2 separate regions of the Nothobranchius furzeri genome follow, and region 1 is linked to region 2. Evidence: chromatin contacts called from public Micro-C data. All regions are on one chromosome and are shown on one strand. The core of a region is the stretch at or near the end of the contact, and the rest is flanking DNA. Distances in the headings are between cores, read along the strand shown.

Region 1 (7,237 bases), core at 2,611-5,110, 38 kb before region 2:
TGGGAGGGGTTAAAGGTCATTTCTAAAAGGAATTCGCTCGATTGTTCCTCGAGGTTAAAGGTCAACACTCAGATAAAGGACCAATAAAATCCAGGATACGCTCCAGTTTAAGGTCAAAGGTCGTTAGACTGTTTGTTGGTTTCTTCTGAAACTAAAGTTTACTTTTTACTCTGACTGAACCCATCGTGTTTTCCTACAGGAGGCGTGTGCTGCAGGTATCGAGGCGGCCATCAGCCCCTCGGATCACCTGATAACGGCGTACCGCGCTCACGGGTACACGTACACGCGCGGCGTCTCCATCAGACAGATCCTGGCTGAGCTCACAGGTGAGATGGATACCCCGACCTCTGCCTGGTTTCCTCGCCCGAGGCGATGATGGAACGCTGTTCTCTCCTCAGGTCGTAAAGGGGGCGTGGCCAAAGGGAAGGGAGGCTCCATGCACATGTACGCGCCTCATTTCTACGGAGGGAACGGCATCGTGGGAGCTCAGGTAAGCGTTGGAGCCACTCTCTCTGCTAGGATCGTAGCTCTGTGAGTGACGGACGGGAACTGTCCAGGTGCCTCTGGGCGCAGGTATCGCTCTGGCCTGTCAGTACCGCGGTAACAACCAGGTGTGTGTGACGCTGTATGGAGACGGAGCAGCCAACCAGGTGAGCCGCTGTCCGGACCCAGGCTTGGGAACACCTGTGGTACCAGATTGAGACGTTTGTGCTGTTCCGTTGGTTCTGACCCAATCAGGGTCAGCTGTTTGAGACCTTCAACATGGCCGCCCTGTGGAAGCTGCCGTGCGTCTTCATCTGTGAGAACAACAAGTACGGCATGGGCACGGCGGTGGAGCGGGCCGCCGCCAGCACCGACTACTACAAGAGAGGAGACTTCATTCCCGGGCTCAGGGTGAGTCGGAGTTCTGCTAGTGTTCTGGTGTCTGAGGCGGTCCGGGGCAGCAGCTGCAGCGGTTCTGCTCCCCGTACGCTGCAGCTGGCCCGTTTGGACCCAGATTATAACGGGGCTCGTCCCGGCAGTTACAGGTGTGAGCATGCACACAGCTGTCTGATGCTCATGTATGATGCTGCACACAAACCGTCAGAACCTCTTCAGTCGGAACCACGCCGGGCTCAGACTCAAGTCGTCGTTCTGGTTCTGCTCCGCTGCAGGTGGATGGGATGGACGTGCTGTCGGTCAGAGAGGCCACCAGGTTCGCCGCCGATCACTGCAGGGCTGGGAAGGTGAGGCGGACGGGAAAGGTAACGTCTGAGCAGAGCAGGAATCCCATCATGCATCCCGTCCTGTGTTCCAGGGTCCCATCGTCATGGAGCTCCAGACCTACCGTTACCATGGACACAGCATGAGTGACCCGGGCGTCAGGTGAGCCGACTCTCTCCGATTGTTCCGGGTTGTCGACCTGCTGCTCAATGACCCACGACACGTTTCCTGTTCCTAACGGCCTGCAGCTACAGAACCCGCGAGGAGATCCAGGAGGTCCGCAGCAAGAGCGATCCCATCTCCCTGCTGAGGGAGCGAATGCTCAGCAACAACATGGCGTCTGCCGAGGAGTTCAAGGTGAGCACGTCAGGCGTAACGTGGAAATCTGCTCATCTGGGATCTGGAGCAGAGCGGTTCCTTCCTCTTACGGGTCTGTTGGCGGATCTCCAGGTTTGAGGAAGTGTGGATCAAAGAGAACGGGGCGAGCTTCCAGACTGCATCCTGTGTGTTTTATCCAAACGCGTGACGCTTTTACCCTGTAGCCTTCTTCAGAAGTGTGGGATTATGGGATGGTGATGGTGCTCCGGGTCCTGCTGTGGGTCAAAGGGCTGATGTTTACTCCTAACTGGTTCGGCCCAGCTCCCGGATTTAGAAACGGGCTCGGAGAGTTTTCCGGTGAAGACCCTACAGGAAGTGTAAGTTCTACAGGAGTTTCACAGCGACGAGGAACAGAGTGTTTGTGGAACCTGCTGGAGACTGTCCCGTTTGATGTTCCGTCTGTGGGAACCCAGATGTTCCGTAGAGGTGGTCGAGGAACCAGAGGAGATCAGAACCACAGACCCGAGGACAGAGGTGTTACACAACTTCCTGCTGATGGGAGTCATTTCTGTTCTGACAGGAAATGGATGTTGAGATCCGTAAGGAGGTGGATGACGCCGCCCAGTTTGCTACGTCCGACCCGGAGCCGCCGCTGGAGGATCTTTGTAACCACGTCTTCTCCAACAACCCGCCGCTGGACGTCCGCGGGACACACCCCTGGTCCAAACTCAAGTCTGTCAGCTAGACCCCACCCCGCCTCACACCCCGGGACCGTTCCCTGGAACCTGCCAGTATTTATTATTTATGTAGATGAATCTATAATTTATTGACACTGACTCGGTCCGCTGCTGCTCTAAGATATTTATTTATGGTTTAAAATGCTGAAGAACACCTGAGACGAGTTCATCCTTCATGCTTATTCAGGATTAAAGCTTTTAAACTGACATGATCGTTACTTTAAGCTGTTTATGTAAAGTTTTTGTTCTTTACTGAAAGAAATGAGTTCAGTGTTTTATTCTAACGTGTAACCAGTCAGAATAAGTTTCTACTCTGACTTCTTCTCTCATTCCTGGTCTCTGCTGTTGATCCACATTAAAAACTCAGATTTCTGATTTGAACTGAAAATATTACAGATAGTCTTTATTTTGTTTATGAAATTTTAGTTTTAAATCAAATCTGTCATTTTCCTTTGTTGTACCAAAGTTTGTACAGAAAGTTCTATTGTTTATGAGGATGTTGAAGAGGGATTTTATTTATGAGGCTGAATAAAAGATTAAAGCTAAATAAAACCATTTATGTGTGAAGGTGTTGTTCCGTCTCCCACCAGCAGGCGTCGCTGTAGCACAGCCAAACAGGAATAAAACAGATTTTATTTATTAAGCTAATTAAAACCAACCGCATTTGATAAAATAAAATCAGGTCTGAATCTTGACGGGTTCATTTTAAAGGCAATAAACATTTTACTCCTGAACAGCCTCTGTTTACAGCTAGTCAGAGCGGTGCTGCTACAGTTCCCAGCGGTTTATTGTCATTAATCATGAACAAACTTCCGGTTGCATCAACTCCTGGTCAACTGTTGTAGCTGCTGCTGGCAGCATTTATCTTAACCACAGAATCCACGATCAGCTGTGAACTCCGTAAACTGGAGCTGTTTCACGACGCTTTGGTCCTGGCTGTTCTCAGACTAGCTGTTAGATCATCAATTCTGAGGAATGCGAACCATTTCTCTGACGAGCGGCTGTTCAGGTGTCTGTCAATTCAAGATCTGTTCGGTCCATGGACGTAATTTTCACTTTAGAAGTGGGGGGGGGGGACACGGGGGGGGGGGGGTATCTTTACAGTATGCTCTAATGGGAAACAGGCTTCAAAGCAAACGGTTGTTTTCCACTTGGTCCTAGAGCTCAACCAGTGTCAATTTAATATAGCGTAATGTTGTTTTTGGATGGTAAAAAGTGCAGGGGTCAAAACTTGGCTTTGGAAAAAGTGGGGGGGGACATGTCCCCCCCCCCCCCCAAAATTACGTCCATGGTTCGGTCTGATGATTGGTTCCTGTTTTTTAGACTAAAAACGTTTTAAATCACACAACCAGGAACCACGCTGAGCTAAAGCTGTTTGTTTTTACCGAGCTGGTGTGGCTCACCCCTTGAGTTATGTGCCTGTTGACCTGAACGATGCTGAAGAACCAGGTACCATCGGGACGTTCTGGAGAACTTCTGATCCAGAACCAGCAGGAGTTCAGAGGAAATCACAGATAAATAAAACGGGCCTGGAGCTGACCGGAACTCTGACGTCATTGCCTGAGTTTGGTTCGGAAACCCGAACCGGACCGTGCACCGTTGGGTGACTCATCCCGAACCTGAGTCCAAACCGCCCGGCTCCAGGTGCCGCCTCCCGGTGTGACGTATACGTTACGTCTGCGAGTCTGACAGACAGGTAAGCCGACACCGGCCGCCATATTGGGAAGGAACGGAAGTGAGGAGGAGGAGGGGGAGGGGGGAGAGATAGATTAGTAAAGTCGATCAGTTTCCGAGAAGAGACCCGGAGGCCGCGCTCCTCTGCTCCTCTCCGCGGAGGAAGGGGCGGTCTCTGCGCCACGCCACGACCAGAATTAGCCCGCGCGTGCTCGCTCGGCTCGGTTCGGTTCCTCCTGCCGACACGGAAACGGGACGAGCGGCTGGAACCCGTTCGGAGGAGAAGGAGAGAGGAGTTCCAGGGTCAACGTTAGGAGGGAGGATCAAAGCGGAGCCGACAAGAGGAGGAGAAGATGCCTCTGGCTCAGCTGGCCGATCCCTGGCGGAAGATGCCGGTGGGGGGAGCGGCTGGAGAGGTGAGAGACTCGGTTCAGGAGTTTAGTTCAAGGAGGAGGTGCAGGAGGAGGATGCTGCCGGCTAACTCACACAAACTAGAATCTGACCTCAACTAAAAATCTGTCTCGAATTCTGCAGAAAAGCAACAAACGCGCCTGAAATCTGAAGATATCTGTTAGAAAGCGTCAAAAATGAAGTTAAAACTTCAAATGTTTGATCTGAAGGTCCTAAAATAACTTTATTACTCATAAAAGTCCTGAATCTGAAGATAAAAGTGTCCAAGTTTTACTGTTTTATAACTACGTGATGCAACAGCTGCAGCTTTCATAATAAACCAACCAAACTATTACATCTGCCTCTACAGGTTACAGGCCACATGATTCCAGTTTTACTAATATGCTATTAAAATGTTACTAATAATATTTGCACAAAGGTACAATCAATTCTTATTCCACTTTTTGTAAAATATATATTTTTAAACTTGTTTCTAAAATTTTTGTTCAGCAAAAAGGGTAAAATTTTATAAAAATATTTAAATGAAATTTTTTGACTGAATTCAACGTTGTCCTGCGCTCTTCGTGAGGATGAGGTGGTTTACGGACACGCGGATAAAATTAGTGATAAAGAAAATTGGTCAAACTCCCAGAAACCCACTGGAATCAACCCAATCCAAGATGGCCGCCACTGCTGATCAACAATGGTAAACATTTAAATGTTGGCGCCGGTTTGTGATGTTTAGCTGAAACGAGGCGGGTTTGTTGTTGTTTACTGATGCTACGATTATTTCCATCCAAAGTTAAAACTTTGGAAATCCAGTAAAGTGTTTATTTCTGACTGGGTCGGAATCGGCCCTCAGAACCAGGATCGGTGCAGCTGAGGCGTCTCCCTCTAACAGATTTAATCCCCAGCTTCACACGGGGAATAGAAGCTGTTTTTGCAGAAGCAGGAAAACTTGACCAGATTATTGATGACAGCAGCTTCTGCTTTAAGATCAGTGAAGAAAAGCAGGGAGGCGGCTTTTCTAATCCTTGTTTTGTTGTAAATTATTAGAAATATTCCATAAATCTCTAATCTCAGGTTAAAATGTTAACAGGGATGAAGGAGATGCTGTTTTAAATCCCACAGTACCAGAACTTCTGTACAGATCTGTTGACTCCAGAAGGAACGTGTGGCTTCATGTTCCTGCAGGAATCTCACAGCCGTCTCCGTCTGAGGAGGAAAGTTTATCAAAAACTGGAATTTGGTTGAGTTTAAAGCTTCAAACATCGCATTTATTTATCACAGATTAAATTATTTGTGACTAGTGTTGTCAAAAAAATCGATACCTAGATATAAATCGATACTAGAAGTGGTATCTAAATGAGATATTCCATCCCTGTGGTATCGATATTATGGACTATTATACACAGCCTTCTTCACGTACACCGACACGCACGACAGCCAGATGCCGTAAAGCAGCCTCCGCCTCCCAGACAAACAGAAGAAGACGCCGCATGGCTACGTTGCAATTTCCCACGCGAGTTGTCTCCGATCCAAGTTTTGTCTGCCAAATAAATAAACAAAAACATAAACAGCGAATTTGGGAGGCGCTTCACAGCCCAACTTATTTAGCACACCAAGTCCGACACGTAGTTGTATATTCACGCTTATGTGCTTAAAGGAAACTCCCGTTTATTGCAACCCGGACTTAATTTCTAGCATGCAGTACGTTTGTTTACTCACGCTGACAACTTTGGTGCTACTTGGATTCCCCGGGGTATTTAGATCCATCAGCGAATCGCCGTCAGCGTATATCCATATAACGGGTGCGGACGGGCACCCGTGGTGCAGCCTCGAAATAAGACATTATCTGCACCAAAACATCTCAATGTCGAAAGGTTTTGTTAGGAATCATTAACGTGATTCCCCTGTTCGTTTGGAGCGGGTCTGGGATTTCTAGGCGTGAACAGACTAGCCGCGGCTAATCTAACCGGCGCTTTTAATGACATCACTGCCGTGCGCCAGTCTGTTTTTATTAAGATCACCGGTAGATGTACCTTTGTCCTACTGTGGAGAAATTTGTTTTCTCCCTTTATTGACCAACAGAGTTGTTCAAAAGTACAGAACAAAACATATGGCATTACATCTTATGACAAAAATGCACCTTAAACAGAGTTTAAGCAGCAAAACATCACTCTGCAAATAGTGTATATATAGTGAGACAATTCATGATTTAAAGTGTTTTGTATGCACGTTTAAAAAATGCTGATACTTGAAAGGTTTAAGCACTTTACACACTTAATTCTTAACATTTAATTTTTGCAATATAAATTGAGGAATGTTATTTTTTTAATAAACGTGTTCAATAAATTGGTGTTTTTAAATAGTATCGACATCGAGTTTTTTTTTTCAAGTATCGAATCAAGTTTGAAATTTTAGTATCGTGACAACCCTATTTGTGACGATAACCGGAGGCTGTAGGAAGGAAAACGGGGAATTCTCCCTTTGGTTTGGGAATCTCTGCGTCAGGCGGAGGAGATCCCGTGTCTGGTGTTTTGTTCCTGAGTGATGGTGGGATGAAGGAGAGATGGACCGACGGAACAGTGATTGACCTGGATCTACTGGTCCTCTTGAATCTGGAGGTCAGGATATCAGGGTTAGGGAGGAATGATCTCAACAGAAACAGAAGGACGACGAGGACGTTTGGACAGATTCCTTCTGCTCTCAGACTCGGGTTCAGCTCCTCGTCTTCCTTCCGCCAGTGTTGATAAAGATCAGGGGGCGGGGCCTGCTTAAGGCCTGATTCAGGAAAAGGCGTTGATCTGTGTGAGAGTTTCTACTTCCTGAGAGAGAGAGAGAGAGAGAGAGAGAGAGAGAGAGAGAGAGAGAGAGAGAGAGAGAGAGAGAGAGAGAGAGAGAGAGAGAGAGAG
Region 2 (7,181 bases), core at 8-2,507:
GGTATTTTTAACATGGGAGTCAATGAGGATTTGCTCGCTTCTGACACCAGCCCCTAGTGGATGAGGGTGGAACTGCAATTTTTGGTACTTCCGGGTTGAGACCAATTTTAGAGCCGCATTGTGGGGGCTTGACGCATACTCACACACACACACACACACACACACACACACACACATGCGCACGCGCACACACACACAATTCAGCTCTGTTGTTCACATTTTCCTTCCTGCTGTCAGATCCTTACCCAGATGTTTAATTGAGACGTTAGATCCAGACGATCCAGCTGTTTTCTCTAATCTGAGACACTTCCTGAGATTATAAATGTAAATAATCTAAACATCAAGTGACACAGATAATCTGAGATGTTCATTAATTAGTTTTTATCTCAGTAATTTTAGTTTACTGTTTCATCATTTGGGAAAATAAAAAACAAACAACATTCAGATAAAAAACGTAATTCCAGATGTTCCGAACATCTCCTGAAACTTCACCTTCAGGTCTAATCCTAACCCTTCACCAACTCTGTGGCTTCAGATTAAAAATCTGTTCCTGAAGCTGAACTTAATCCCCCCCAGAGAAGTGGTTACAGATGTGATGTTTAGAACATCTGGATGCTGAAGCAGCAAAACCATCAACGAATTAAAGAGTTTTTAACCTGCTGACATTAAAAACTGGATTATCATTTCATTTTCCTTTTCTATGATAGAAATCAGACTTTGATGTTTTCTCTGGACTTTAGTTGCTGTTTAAACACATTTTTGCTCTTTTTTCTGATTATTTCCCAAATAAACCCTTCAGATTGATCCAGAACCGCTGTGACGGGTTTCAGGACCGTCTGGCTGCTGGGGAGGAAAACCGAAAGAGGAGAAGACGGGAAATATCCGGGTCTCTCTGACACTGATGCTGTTCTTGTTCTTTTGCTGCAGTTTGAGATGCTGACAGGATCGCTCCCATTTCAGGGCAAAGACCGGAAAGACACGATGACAATGATCCTGAAGTAAGGCACTTTATGCTGTTGGAACGCTCCGATCTGATCCCACAGCTTTCATTACAGCTCAGGAAGGAGCAGACAGCCAGCCTAGAGGAGGAGCACGGTTTATGAGAGACGAGGAGCAAAGGGCAGGTTCATAACACGGAGACGGGAAAAGGAGGAGAAGCTGTGATCATGATTAAAAAGAGGAAGTGTTAACTCCTCCTGCGTCTGCAAGAACACACTCTGCAGAGCGCTGACGCAGCTTCCTGTTGGATATTTGATCCACACATCCGATCTGTTCTTCATCCAGCTGTTCTCTTTCTCTGTGCAGAGCCAAGTTGGGAATGCCACAGTTCCTCAGCTCGGAGGCTCAGTCTCTCATCAGGAGCCTTTTCAAACGCAACCCAGCCAACCGACTCGGTAAAGAGCGTCTGAACACTGTAAAAATACAGCTAAATGTTCATTTATCACTGTTATTATAATTCATATGTTACAGTAAAATAAATCTAAATATTTATTAAAACCAGCTGATATAAAATGTTCTTTCAATTCTGCCAAATCTGAATGAACAGCAGAGCTTTTATTCTGGAAAAACCACTGTTAACAGCTAACTATCAACGCTGCTGCCACCTGCTGGTGATCGTAGATATTACAAGTAAACCAACAAGTTAAGTCACTTCTTTTGTTTCTAAGAATTTTGGCGAATAATAATAATAATAATAATAATAATATTAGTAATGATGATGATAATAATAGTAGTAGTAATAATAATAATAGTAATAGTAATAATTGTAATAATAATATAGTAATAATAGTTACAATAATAATAGTACCGTAATTTCAGGACTATAGAGCCACCAACAAAAAAATAAGGTTTTCTGCACACACATCGCACTCGAATACAAGCCGCGGCGCAGCAGCCACATGCAGGTCTCCGGCCCACAGCGCATGTACGGCCATAACATAAGATAAGCAGAAAGACGCTACACGGAGTTTTTCCGTTGTTGTTTTAATTCAACAAAACAAATTTTAAACACGGGTGCACGTGCGTGCAAGTTTAGAAAAGAAAACAGCGCTGATAGCATTCATATTTCTGGATGGTTATAAGATAATAACAGAACTGACACGTTATTACCGGTAAGTTGCATGTTTAGAAGAAAAGAACAGCGCTGACACGGCATTAATAAGCCCTGGATGATTAGAAAATAAAACCTGCACACAAAACATGCCTGGTTAGTAAATAAAACACACTTGCCTACCAGAAGAAGTCATTCGCTCTCATCTTCCTCCTGCACACTAAAGCCATTAAAGTCCTCTTCTTCAGTGTCGGAGTTGAACAGCCTCAGAAGAGCTTCGTCACATACCTTTTCTGTGGCGATGTCGGTGTCGCTGTCCGTGTTGCTGTCATCATCCCCGGGTGAAGCTGGCCTGAATGAGTTCTTCCCGCTGCCGTCTCCAGCGCCGAACCATGGATTCATTCATGCCAAGCTGACGTGCGGCAGCGCTGTTTCCCTCCTTTACTGCCAGATCGATGGCCTTCAACTTAAAAGCGGCATCATATGAACTCATACGTGTAGTTACCATGATGAGGGGGTATGGATTAAAACAAATTCGTCGTCGTGCCGGCTGCTTGCATGTGCTAAATAAAAATGAGCACTTTCTTCGATTTCCACTTTTGACTTCCACCTGTTACACTTTCTGCTAAAGCGCCCCCTGCAGGTGAAGGAAAACCTTCAGTAAAGCCGCGCCTCATTATAAGCTGCATGGTTCAAAGCGTGGGGAAAAAAGTAGCGGCTTATAGTCCGGAAAATACGGTAATAATAATATTAGTAATAATATCAATAATAATAATAATAATAGTAATAATAGTGACAATAATAATAATAACAATAATAATAGTAATAATAATAATAGTAATAGTAATAATAGTGACAATAATAATAGTAATAATAATAGTAATAGTAATAATAGTAACAATGATAATTGTAATACCGGTAATAGTAACAATAATAATAGTAATAATATAATAATAATAGTAATAGTAATAATAGTAACAATAATAATAGTAATAATAATAATAATAATAGTAACAATAATAATAGTAATAATCATCATCTGCGTGAAAATTAAACGTAAATCTAATTAATTAAATTGCTCATAATAAATTATTTAAGTATGAATTATTATTTTGTTTTCCAGAAAATATAAATAAAAACATATTTAGTAATTTAGTATACCCAATCCAAACAGGAGAAACTCTGTAATCAGTTTTATTTGTTTACATTCATATTCTTGTTTTTGTTTATTTATTTGTGTTTGTCTGTAGGAGCCGGACCAGATGGAGTTCAGGAGATCAAAAGGCACTGTTTCTTCAGCACCATCGACTGGAACGTAAGTTTTTACTATACATTAGTAAATAATGGTATTTGTTTGTGTTTTTATTCTGATTCTGGTGACGTTTAGAGTATTTCTGGTGTTTGTAGAAACTTTTCCGCCGAGAGCTTCATCCTCCTTTCCAGCCGGCTGCAGGACGACCTGACGACACCTTCTACTTTGATCCAGAGTTCACAGCTAAAACCCCCCGAGGTGCATCTTCTCCTCCTCACCTCCTCCTCCTCCTCCTGCTGCTCCTGCTGGGAGCTGAGCTCCCTTCTAACGGCTGACATCATTAACGGCTCTAACTTTGTCTCAGACTCACCAGGAGTTCCTCCGAGTGCCAACGCCCACCAGCTGTTCAGAGGATTCAGCTTTGTGGCCATAACAGAGGAGGAGACACAACCTGTACCCAATAGCATCGTACAGGTACACACACACACACACACACACACACACACACACACACACACACGCACACGCACTATCCTCTTAAATGTGTGTGTGTTCCTGCAGCAGCTACACAGAAGCACGTCTCAGTTTTCAGACACCTATGACCTCAAAGAGGACATCGGCGTCGGGTCCTACTCCCTCTGCAAGCGCTGTGAGCACAGAGGGACGGGCATGGAATACGCCGTCAAGGTAACCATGGCAACAGCACAGGATGTGATTCGGGCTTTAGAGGAAACATCCCAGAAGTCTTTAACTGATTTATGAAGCAGGAACTTTGTTCTAATTCTTGTCTTTTGTTTCCAGATCATCAACAAGACCAAGAGGGACCCGACGGAGGAGGTGGAGATCCTGCTGAGATACGGACAGCATCCTAACATCATCACCCTGAAGGACGTGAGTCACGACCTTCATCGTTCATAGAAATCACTCCTTCTGGTTCGACCGGTGGAACCATGTTCCAGTAGCTGGTTCCGTGATGAACACATGAATAACTCAGCCGGTTAGAGGCAGAGCTGGCTGGTCCAGTTAGGGAGACGAGGTCTTGTGTGGAGGTTTCATCATGACGGATAACGGATGGATGATAGATGAATGGATGATGGATGAATGGATGATAGACGAATGGATGATGGATGAATGGATGATGGATGAATGGATGATAGATGAATGGATGATAGATGAATGGATGATGGATGAATGGATGATAGACGAATGGATGATGGATGTAGCGCAGCCTCTGGTTCTAACTGCTTCAGGTTCTCCTCCATCATCATGATCTGATCTTTATTTCTGGCCGTTGATCCTGATCAGTTTCCGACCCAGACCCTGAGCTGGTTCTACTTCCTGTTTCAGGTGTACGACGACGGCCGCTCGGTGTTCCTGGTGACGGAGCTGATGAAAGGAGGCGAGCTGCTGGATAAGATCCTCAGACAGAAGTTTTTCTCAGAGCGGGAGGCCAGCGCCGTGCTCTTCACCATCACCAAGACTGTGGAGTATCTGCACAAGAACGGGGTTCGTTCCTCTGGATGTTCTTGGAGAACCTTGAGAGTCAGAGCGAGTCTAGCTCAAAGCAGTGGGACCTTTCTTCTTCTGTGGTGTTTACAGGTGGTGCATCGTGACCTGAAGCCCAGTAACATCCTGTATGTAGACGAGAGTGGGAACGCTGAGTCCATCCGGATCTGTGACTTCGGCTTTGCCAAGCAGCTGAGAGCCGACAACGGCCTGCTGATGACGCCGTGTTACACCGCCAACTTTGTGGCTCCAGAGGTCGGTCGATGTGGCGGTCCGATGAACGCCACGTAAACAGGAAGTGATACTGTTGTTTCCCCTGATGATGGTTTCTGTTGATCCTGGCAGGTTCTAAAGAAGCAGGGATACGACACGGCGTGCGACATCTGGAGTCTGGGAGTTCTGCTCTACACCATGCTAACGGGGTGAGTTCTACACGCCTACACGGGTTCTCCAAACGTCTGATGGATCCAGACATGAAGTCTTTCTTATTCTCGTCTCCAGTTTCACTCCGTTTGCCAACGGTCCCGAGGACACTCCGGAGGAGATTCTGGCTCGGATCGGCAGCGGGAAGTTCAGCCTGTCTGGTGGATATTGGACATCTGTTTCTGCCGAAGCTAAGGTCAGTACCGACCCGACCCGTTTTCCTGGTCCAGACAGGAAGCTGGAGGTTAACTGAAAGTGTTTGTTGTCACCAGGATCTGGTCTCCAAGATGCTCCATGTGGATCCTCATCAGAGGCTGACGGCTACTCAGGTCCTCAGACACCCCTGGGTCACCCGCCGGGACCAGCTGCCCAAGTTCACCCTGAACCGACAGGACGCCCCGCAGAAGGTCAAGGTAAGCATCCGACCAGCATCCGACCAGCATCTGACCAGCATCCAAACAAACATTCAAACATCCAACCAGCATCCAACCACCCAACCAGCATCAAACAAACATCCAGCCAGCATCCAACCACCTAACCAGCATCAAACAAACATCCAGCCAGCATCCAACCACCTAACCAGCATCAAACAAACATGCAACCAGCATCCAAACATCCAACCAGCATCAAACAAACATGCAACCAGCATCCAACCACCTAACCAGCATCAAACAAACATCCAACCAGCATCCAAACATCCAACCAGCATCCAACCACCTTACCAGCATCAAACTAACATGCAACCAGCATCCAACCAGCATCCAAACATCCAACCAGCATCCAACCACCTAACCAGCATCAAACTAACATGCAACCAGCATCCAAACATCCAACCAGCATCCAAACATCCAACCAGCATCCAACCACCTAACCAGCATCAAACAAACATCCAACCAGCATCCAAACATCCAACCAGCATCCAACCACCTAACCAGCATCAAACTAACATGCAACCAGCATCCAAACATCCAACCAGCATCCAAACATCCAACCAGCATCCAACCACCTAACCAGCATCAAACAAACATGCAACCAGCATCCAAACATCCAACCAGCATCAAACAAACATGCAACCAGCATCCAACCACCTAACCAGCATCAAACAAACATCCAACCAGCATCCAAACATCCAACCAGCATCCAACCACCTTACCAGCATCAAACTAACATGCAACCAGCATCCAAACATCCAACCAGCATCCAAACATCCAACCAGCATCCAACCACCTAACCAGCATCAAACTAACATGCAACCAGCATCCAAACATCCAACCAGCATCCAAACATCCAACCAGCATCCAACCACCTAACCAGCATCAAACAAACATGCAACCAGCATCCAAACATCCGACCAGCATCAAACAAACATCCAACCAGCATCCAACCACCTAACCAGCATCAAACAAACATCCAACCAGCATCCAAACATCCAACCAGCATCCAACCACCTAACCAGCATCAAACTAACATGCAACCAGCATCCAAACATCCAACCAGCATCCAAACATCCAACCAGCATCCAACCACCTAACCAGCATCAAACTAACATGCAACCAGCATCCAAACATCCAACCAGCATCCAACCACCTAACCAGCATCAAACTAACATGCAACCAGCATCCAAACATCCGACCAGCATCAAACAAACATGCAACCAGCATCCAACCACCTAATCAGCATCAAACAAACATCCAGCCAGCATCCAACCACCTAACCAGCATCAAACAAACATGCAACCAGCATCCAAACATCCAACCAGCATCAAACAAACATGCAACCAGCATCCAACCACCTAACCAGCATCAAACAAACATCCAACCAGCATCCAAACATCCAACCAGCATCCAACCACCTAACCAGCATCAAACAAACATGCAACCAGCATCCAAACATCCGACCAGCATCAAACAAACATGCAACCAGCATCCAACCACCTAACCAGCATCAAAC

Evidence for each region. A called contact is a pair of places that touch in the nucleus more often than the background predicts.
Region 1: a Micro-C map of tail fin shows a contact between it and region 2, with 12 times the contacts expected there. The contact joins the promoter of rps6ka3b here to the enhancer-like site in region 2. A contact is called at or near these places in 2 of 2 Hi-C or Micro-C datasets (skeletal muscle and tail fin).

What each region holds. Positions count from the first base shown.
Region 1 is chr7:63,048,390-63,055,626 of NfurGRZ-RIMD1, reverse strand. rps6ka3b (ribosomal protein S6 kinase, polypeptide 3b) reads left to right here and starts at 3,860. Exons shown (of 21, transcript XM_070553479.1): 1 at 3,860-3,954. It overlaps pdha1b (pyruvate dehydrogenase E1 subunit alpha 1b), which reads left to right. Exons shown (of 13, transcript XM_054750998.2): 6 at 200-326; 7 at 399-490; 8 at 558-650; 9 at 739-894; 10 at 1,155-1,226; 11 at 1,298-1,365; 12 at 1,452-1,560; 13 at 2,102-2,496. The coding sequence ends at 2,266.
Region 2 is chr7:63,007,752-63,014,932 of NfurGRZ-RIMD1, reverse strand. rps6ka3b (ribosomal protein S6 kinase, polypeptide 3b) reads left to right here. Exons shown (of 21, transcript XM_070553479.1): 10 at 928-998; 11 at 1,306-1,394; 12 at 3,301-3,365; 13 at 3,458-3,560; 14 at 3,667-3,989; 15 at 4,104-4,193; 16 at 4,650-4,808; 17 at 4,902-5,063; 18 at 5,154-5,230; 19 at 5,310-5,427; 20 at 5,504-5,644. Among protein-coding and RNA genes, the nearest start is that of hhla2b.1, 37 kb to the right of the region's middle. Within about 2 kb of position 1,257, at least 1 of the 3 cell types and tissues checked has an H3K27ac peak or open chromatin away from gene starts, as enhancers often do. A contact at or near this core is called in tail fin, where this site is marked.